Regions from separate parts of the Gossypium arboreum genome. Here region 1 is linked to region 2. A link is a contact called in public Hi-C data. All regions are on one chromosome and are shown on one strand. The core of a region is the stretch at or near the end of the contact, and the rest is flanking DNA. Distances in the headings are between cores, read along the strand shown. Region 1 holds the start of LOC108489627 (squamosa promoter-binding-like protein 7). Region 2 holds the start of LOC108487474 (histidine-containing phosphotransfer protein 1-like).

Region 1 (4,332 bases), core at 877-3,376, 210 kb before region 2:
AATTTTTAAAAGATTAAATTAATTTTTTATAATTTTAAGGGGTTAAAATATAATTTTATTTTTATTAATTTAAAATTTTAAAGAGCTTAAATACTAATTTCTCATTTTAAGGGGAGTAGGACTTCTGTCAGCTCCTAAATTTGCCTCTGTATAAATTCACCTTTTATTTTTAAACAATGTGAGATTCATAATCCTTCTACTAAAATATTAAAGATACATTTTTTATAAATAAACAGTCCGTTTTGATTAAAACATGGGCTGAAAATCTAAAAAAAAAACAAAACCAAAGTAAAACAGCAGTCTAAAAACAAAAATTAGCAACAACAAAATTAGGTAGAAAATAAAAAACAAACTTAGGAAAACTAAACACAAAATTTACAAGAAACGACTTCCAAACTCAACGAAAAAAGCAAACCAAAAATGGCCAAAACTTCCATAACTGGCAAACAGTGGCATCAATCAGAGACTAGGGTTGAGATTCCTCAAGAAAGACCACATTTCTCAACCAAGAACTTCAAAAAAAGAGGAGGGGACTACGGTGATTGGTGAAAATGGCAATCCAGATTGACTAGTTCCAAAACCTTAAGTGGAGCTTCTTTAACTCAAAAATAATCTTCCGAATGTTTCATACCTTCGGATGCCATCACATGCGTAGTAACATTACCTTCTTTCGCTACGAATTCGAAAGGACAGGATGTAAACCCTTTCAGCATGTTGAGCACATCCTAAATAATCGGCCTGAATTATCTTTCCCATACACATAACTCCCATATACATAACTCCTAACTAGGCGTAAAAGTTAAATTTTATAACAAAATATATTTTCTAATTAAGCTGATTTATTCACCAATTATCATTTGATTTATGATGAAATATATCAAGCAATTATGTTTCTAATTTAAAGGGTGTATCTAACCTCAAATGCAGATAGGTTAGCTATATAATTATTTCATTAATTCTAAATTCTAGTGAAAGAATGTTGTATTTTTGTCTTTATGAGAGATAATAAATAAAATTTTGGTTTTTTTTTATTTCAAATAAACTGAACAGCATAATTAAAAAATTCAAAATTCTCACTGGTAAAACCGACTTACATATTAATAATAATTGCTTCAAAGGCAAATAAACAGATTTCCAAGTTTTGAATTATAAAAATGAAAACTTTCAAATCACATTTTGAATCATCAATTCTTTATTTATGGTAACGACAACCATGATTTGATTGGACATAATATATATATATATATATATATTTTAATTTCAACTTAAATTTGTTTATTAAGATATGATGATTACAGGATAAGATACTACAATTCTATTCTCAACAAAAATATACAAGGCATCTTAGAATTAAATTGAATGAAAAGGTACAGTGCAAACAGTTTTAAGACAGCATTGAGGGGAAAGCAAAACCATAAAAATGCGTGACTTTTGAGATTTGACTTTGGTGAATCGGTTCTGAGCTTATTATTGTCTTATAAATATCCCCTTTTTTTGGAACAAGACATGTCATCATCTCGCCGCTTCATCTAATTTCGACAACAATTCTCCACCTTCCTATCCCACGCGCTTTCCTCCCCACGTATACCCTTCACGGCTCCACCCTCCGCGTGTCCTTCCCAGGCGCGTCACACCCTTATATACGATGTCGCCACAATAACCACATTTTCGTCATTTCCCATGACTCAAAAATGGTAAAAATAGAAATGATTTAAAACACAAAGGGTTTTTTTACAAAACATCCCCAAACTATTGTATATATTCTAAATTGATCTATAAACTTCAAAATATTATAATTGAAATTCAAAGTGGTTTTCCATCAGTCTAGACATTGATTTATAAGTTAAATATTAGTTCGGATTTGGAAAAGAATTTAAAAATAAAAAGCAATGTCAATAAAAATTTAGAATATATTTTTACAATATTAGATTTAAATAAGTATACATGTGTCTTAAATACATTACATGTCAAATTTGAGCTATAATTTAATATCCAAGTTAATGAGTAAATTGGTTATGATAGTGACACTTTCATAACTGAACTCAATTGGAGCGATTTGAAGTTTAAAGATTAATTTGAAATGTACACTGTAATTTGAGGACATATCATGGCATTAACCCAGAAAAAAATAAAAATAAAGAGCTGGAATCTTCGATACGAGTCGCCACCTAATGTTAATAAAAAACTCCGGGTATCGATATGACCCGACCGACCCGTTGATTTTGTCCCTTTTTCCCGTCAACCAATCCAACCACCAAAATAACCAAATCGTATGGACTTTGGGGATTTTTTTATATTATGGACCAAGATCCATCTCCTGCTACGCAAACGCCTCGTGGCGATCATCGGTCTGAGAATCGTAAAATGGACTTTCCGGTGACCGGACCTGAACTGACTTCCTCCGTTTGGGACTGGAATGATCTCCTCGAATTAACTTCTGACGATCACTTACCCATTTCCTTTGACGACTATGGTTTCTCTCCTCCTCCTTTAGACGCTCTGGCTGGCGATCCCAATACAGCTCCGGCGCCCGATCGTGTACGGAAGCGGGACCCGAGGATGACTTGTTCGAATTTCATAGCTGGTCGGGTCCCCTGTGCGTGCCCCGAGATCGATGCCCAAGTCGAGAAGCTTGAAGAGGAAGAGGCGGGGGCGCCGGGGAAAAAGAGGGCCCGAACCGGTCGAGTCGGGTCGGGGACGTGTCGATGCCAAGTTCCGGGTTGCGAAGTGGATATTAGCGAGCTTAAAGGTTATCACAGGAGGCATAGAATTTGTCTACGATGCGCCAACTCCAGCACCGTTTTGATCGATGGAGAAACCAAGAGATATTGCCAACAGTGTGGCAAGTAAGCTCTATTTTACACTATTTTCTTGTTCTTCTGCTATATCCCCCCCTCCCCCGGTTGCTTCTCAAATTTTAGGCTAAACACAAGTCTATCTACTTATAAATTAGGCTTTATTATTGAAATTTTTTGAAGGTTTTTGTTTTCATTATGAAATTCAATGCTTAGTTTCATAGTTTGTATATGTAGATGATTTTTTTTAACTAATTACTCTATTAATCGTTAACTGCACTTTAGGAAATGGGAAGAGGTTGGCAGAATTATTGAGTTGTTTCATTTTTTGGATCTCCTAGAGAGCATGGCTTGAAGGCTCATATATAGAAAATGTTAATAAGTTTTATTTCTTTTAACATTTCTGTGGAATAAAAGTGTTACCTCCTTTTTTCTTGCATTTGCACTTAAAAATTGTTCTCGCTATCTAAAATATTTTAAGTGGGTGTAATTTTTATGCAACTGTTTTTATACCCATTGTCTGTATAATTTACTTTTCCTACTACCCATCATTTTAACGAGTTTATGCCCACTTTCTTTTCATAACCATTTATAAATAAAGGTTTGAACGTTTCATTTGGGACTTTTTGATTTTTTGGCAAACTTAGCACTCTAAGGTTCTCTCTACAACTTTCTACAATCACAGCTACGTGCCTTCCGCCGCACTTGTTTTCTAGAATCTGCTTCGATCTTCCTCTCCTCCATCTCTCCACGACATCTCATTTTGCTAGATTTTAATGTCTCCTCACCTTACCAAAAGACCCTCTACAGTATATTTAGCTGTAGAAATGAAATTTTAGGGCGAAAATTAAATAGCAAAAGCTATGTTGCTCGGATTCTTCATTCTTGTTTAAGTACCAGTGTCCAACTCTGCAGACATAGGGAAGTGACATCTACGGATCCCTTTATACATGAAACTACTTAGAATCTAATTGTACCGTGTTCGATACGCAGTGTATCCAGCAAGCACTCCCAAGTCTGGGTAAGCAAATAACAATTGAACGGAACCTTTAGAAGTTGTAATCAATTTTTCATCTTTTTTTTTGCTGATGTTTACAGTTAGTGTTTTCTGTTCATGGAAGTGTATAGTCTAGAAGTGAATTTTGAAGTTTAAAACATGAATGGAGTTGTTCTTAATGGTAATTTTTAAGAGCTGGAATTCTTTTGGGTGGGGGCTGGGGTTGGGTTGGGTGCACGGCTATTGTTATTTATTGTATTGAAGTTTGTCTTTCAATTACTTTTCAGGTTCCACCTGCTGTCTGATTTTGATGAAGGTAAGAGGAGTTGTCGAAGGAAACTAGAGCGTCACAACATTAGACGGCGAAGGAAGCTTGTTGGTTCTAAGACTGCTGTCAATAAAGAATCTCAAGGTGCTATACAAAGCGATGGCATTGCTTGTGATGGTGAAGCAGGAAAAGGTTTTTAAAATTAGATTTAATGTTGCTGTTGTGGATAAATCATCCTTTTTCTTCTCTTTGAAACTTCAAGTTCTCCTTCC
Region 2 (4,139 bases), core at 1,348-3,847:
GGTAACGTTTTGTGATCTTATGAATAAAATGAACATTCGCGAATGAAGATTGAATCTCTTTTTCATTTGCAGGAAACATTCATGGGTGAAATCATTGGTGCAATATTCATGGGTGGAGATCATCACAATCTGAAACCTACCATTGGAGAAATGCCAATCAAAGTGATTGCTGAAGGTGTTGAATCCATGGATGGACAGATTTTGATCAACGACAAGCAAGGAAAATCAGCAAAAATATTGAAAAATGTCGACACTACGGCTTATTACAATCTATTTGCAGATCAATTGGGTAGTCAAAACCGGTCCGCTGTATTAGGGAGCTATGATGAATAAAGAACAGTGTGGAATACACCAAATCAAACGGCTTTATGGTTAAATCTGATATATTGGCAGCCGACAAAGAGACGGTCCCAACAGATTTATGGTTAACATTTTGTGAAAGACATCATGAACCGTAGTAACATTTGTCTGCCACTTAAATAATCAAATCAAAACCCCACAATTCTCTTGTTGCCAGTTTATATCTTTGAACCACTAATGCCAACATGTTATTGTCCTCCAGGACTAACAACAGTTCTTTTGTTTCTTTTTTCTATAATTGACTAATAACAGTTATAATAGAAGAAACGACAGTTAAATGTGGAACATGGCAAGAAAAGACAAGCTTTGCTCATGTCTCCTGGGATATTTTTCCACAAGGGGGAAACTTTAGTAGGAAATGGAATCAAGGGGTAAAAACTTCAGACAACTAAAACAATGATGATGGCCATAACCCTACTTTGGGGGATTATGTGCCAGCAATTCAGCATTTAGCAATATCGAACCCCGCCCCCCCTACGGAGTGTCTCATGCACTGTTAACATCATTTTATCGATATTCCTACACTACATGCATAGATATTGTCGATAAACACGAGAGCAACGAATAGCATTACAAATCTAGAAGCAATTCCAGTGTTCACCAACTGGAACAATAGTTCACATTCATGGAAGAAACAGTATTAATTGAAGAGGAAATTTATCAACAGAAAGGTTCTTTTAGAAGTTATTTGGAGTGAAACTAGTATGAAATCTCTTCTTTCATGAACATCAAACAATCACAAACTCACTGGTAAGATTAAATAAAAAAGAGAAACCTTAAACACCATATGTTCCTATTGTATAAACCACCCCCAAAATCATTCTTTCCCCCCTTCATGTTTATGGTCCTCAAAAACCCAGTTCAATCATCGGAATCGACCCACCAGCCGCCACGATTTGCTGCTCTAACTGCGTTAACCGGGAAAAGAAAAGCATAAGAAAAAGTGGTTTTATAACTTAAGTACAACTATTTCCTTTAAGCAAAAAACTAGTGCACTAACCCTGAGCATAGTTTCAAGCTTGTTCTTCACAAGGTAATACTCTTGTTTCACTTGTTGAAGACATCTCAGTGTCCTGCAATGTTTTCAAGAACATCGTATCGAAATCTATAATATATGATAAAACGAAAAACTAGAGTGAAGTAAAGAGACTCACGCATCGATGTTCTGCTCCTCGCAGAAGCTACGAAAAGCAATGCAAGCATTTTTAACTCTCTGTGCACCAATGCTGTTGACACACACACACAAAGAACAATTGATTGTTTAATCAAACAACTTGAACATTTCAAGATTTTGTTCATTTTTCATGTTTTTTAGCCTTGTTTTTCTAGAATGGTTAGATCTAACAAGTTTAGTCAACTTTTGTAATGAAACTATGGGATCATATTGTTCTAAGGCTTTGAACCTGGAACTGCTACCCTTCAATTGATGAACATGAGCATCAACTTTTTTGAAATCTACACTTGGCTGATCTCTGTATAAGAAAAAAGACATGTTTAATGAAGAAAAAAAAAACATCCATGGCAGAAAACAAAAGGAAAAGGTGAGTTTCTTACAAAGCCATGGTGAGATCATTAAGAAGTTTCTCTGAATCATCAAAGAAAAGAGACACAACTTCAACAACAAAATCTGGGTTGCTCTCATCTTGAAGCTGTTGAAGCTGCAAAAACTGAGCATCCAAGAAACCCTTGTCCCAACAAAAAAAATAAAAAGGTACAAAAGTAAGGAAAAACCAAACATACCAAAACAAGAAGAAGAAAACAAGGACAAAAGAAAAACGAGATTTTTGTTAATAGATTTGTACATTTGAAGTTGATTTTTTTAATGGGATTTTACCTCCATAAACAAGGATTTTGTGTAGTCCACCAATCTTCTCTGCATCTGACCCACTTCCATTCTCTTTAGCCTTTGTTCTCTCTGCACATACAAAGAACTTTTCCCACTAATCAAAGCTAATGACCCAACAAAAGGTCAAAACCTCAAAGCTTGTGGCTTAAATTTAGATGTTTAGGGATGAAATGAAATGCAATAATAGCACAAAAATAAAGAACAAAAAAAGGCCCAAGAAAAGGGTATAAATGCTTTTTTGCAAACCTTTGAAAAGGATTTGATGTGAATTTAATGTTATACCCTTTGGCTCTATTTTCTTTTGAGCTATTACTGTTTTCAGTTTTCTATTACAAAATCATACTCCCTCCTTTATTTTGCTCTCTCTCTCTCTCTCTCTTCTAAATTATTTAAACACGAATGGAAATTTTATGGTTAATTTCCTTTTTATGTTGCCAACACATCACAATATATACTTTTATTAAAAATAAGTTTTATTTATCATTACAATATAATTTTTATATTTCAATTATAAATTATTTATTCATAAAAAGGAAAAGGACAAATTTTTATTTTATAAAATTACTATCAATGACTGCGTTTTAATTTAAATTAGTATAGAAATTATTATTTGTTTTTTTATATTTCTTTATCAAAAATTAAATATTAGTATACTGTGTATAGAAATTATTTATATATTTTAAAAGACATAGCATGCTGACTTGTCATATCTTAATTTTAAATGTTTATTATTTATTAACTTATTGTAGCATCAAATTATTGCTATAAATAACTGGATTACATTTCCATTTTAATTTTATCATAATAAAATATCATAATGACCCCATAAATTTGTTGATGAGAAACGTTAGGAATTTCCACAATTAAATTATTGACAGTTATGTTATCCATAATAAATTTGACTTTTCTAAACTATTTTTCCGAGATGTAGATTTTGAGTGTCTCTATAAAGATTATCTTTATCAAAAGTGTCCCTATAAAGATTTAATTTATCATGAAAATATATATACCAATTATATATGCTTGAAAATTAAAAACAATAATTACTAATAAAGCTACATTCTAATCATTTTCTAAAAAAATTATAAATTTGTGAGTATATTATTGGTAGTTAAGTTGGTAACGAATGTCAAATGTGAGACTGGTAAATTTATAATTTAGTCACTTAATTATAAGTAAGTTTATAATTTAGTCATTTAATTTCAAAAAATTATAAGTTTATTTTTCAACAATTCATAACTTTACAAATTTACACTTTGGTCACTCAATCTTCATACCATTACTCTCTAACCTAATAGTCCAAACAATATCAACAATAACTCAAGCCCAAACCCTAGCAAAGCCACTGTTAACCCCATGCCCTCACATTTAAACCAACCAGCTCAACAGCCTCACATCATTAATGTACTCACCATATTTCCCCTTCAGTCAAAACCGTAAACCAAGAAAATCCACAACTAAACCATTCATAAACCTTCCCTTGAACCAACAAACAAATATTACCACATCCAAAGCAAACAAAAATATATATAAAAAAAAAACGAAAGTTTATTGCTTTAGCAAGCCCCAAATATCACTTACAAAAACAAAGAAAAGATAATAAAAATATCAAAAAAAGATAGACTCAAACATACCAAATCAAGTTAAAAGTTAGTTAGAAAGTTTCAAGCGATAGAAATTCAATTTAAAAGGTTGGAAAGAAAGTCTTGTTTAGAAGAGGAACATATTGAATTTAAGTATCCATTCGACGATAATAAATGAAGATTAGAGAGATTTTTTATTAGGATTTTGAGATTAAATCAACAAAATTTCAAGCCATTTAACATGCTAAATGTGGCTACTCGCTTCCTCAATCCCTAAGAGCATCATCTTATTATTATTATGAATTTTACATGGAAATAGGCCAACATTTTGTTTGAATTGAATATCAAAA

The links. Hi-C and Micro-C count contacts between places; a contact is called where the count stands out from the background.
Region 1: a contact with region 2 is called in a Hi-C map of leaf, with 2.7 times the contacts expected there. The contact joins the promoter of LOC108489627 here to the promoter of LOC108487474 in region 2. A contact is called at or near these places in 2 of 5 Hi-C or Micro-C datasets (both in leaf).

What each region holds. Positions count from the first base shown.
Region 1 is chr10:100,775,954-100,780,285 of ASM2569848v2, reverse strand. LOC108489627 (squamosa promoter-binding-like protein 7) reads left to right here and starts at 2,126. Exons shown (of 10, transcript XM_017794296.2): 1 at 2,126-2,846; 2 at 4,080-4,252. The coding sequence starts at 2,299.
Region 2 is chr10:100,567,369-100,571,507 of ASM2569848v2, reverse strand. It overlaps LOC108487474 (histidine-containing phosphotransfer protein 1-like), which reads right to left and starts at 2,597. Exons shown (of 6, transcript XM_017791828.2): 1 at 2,195-2,597; 2 at 1,915-2,045; 3 at 1,764-1,832; 4 at 1,515-1,586; 5 at 1,361-1,433; 6 at 983-1,268. The coding sequence starts at 2,254. The coding sequence ends at 1,209.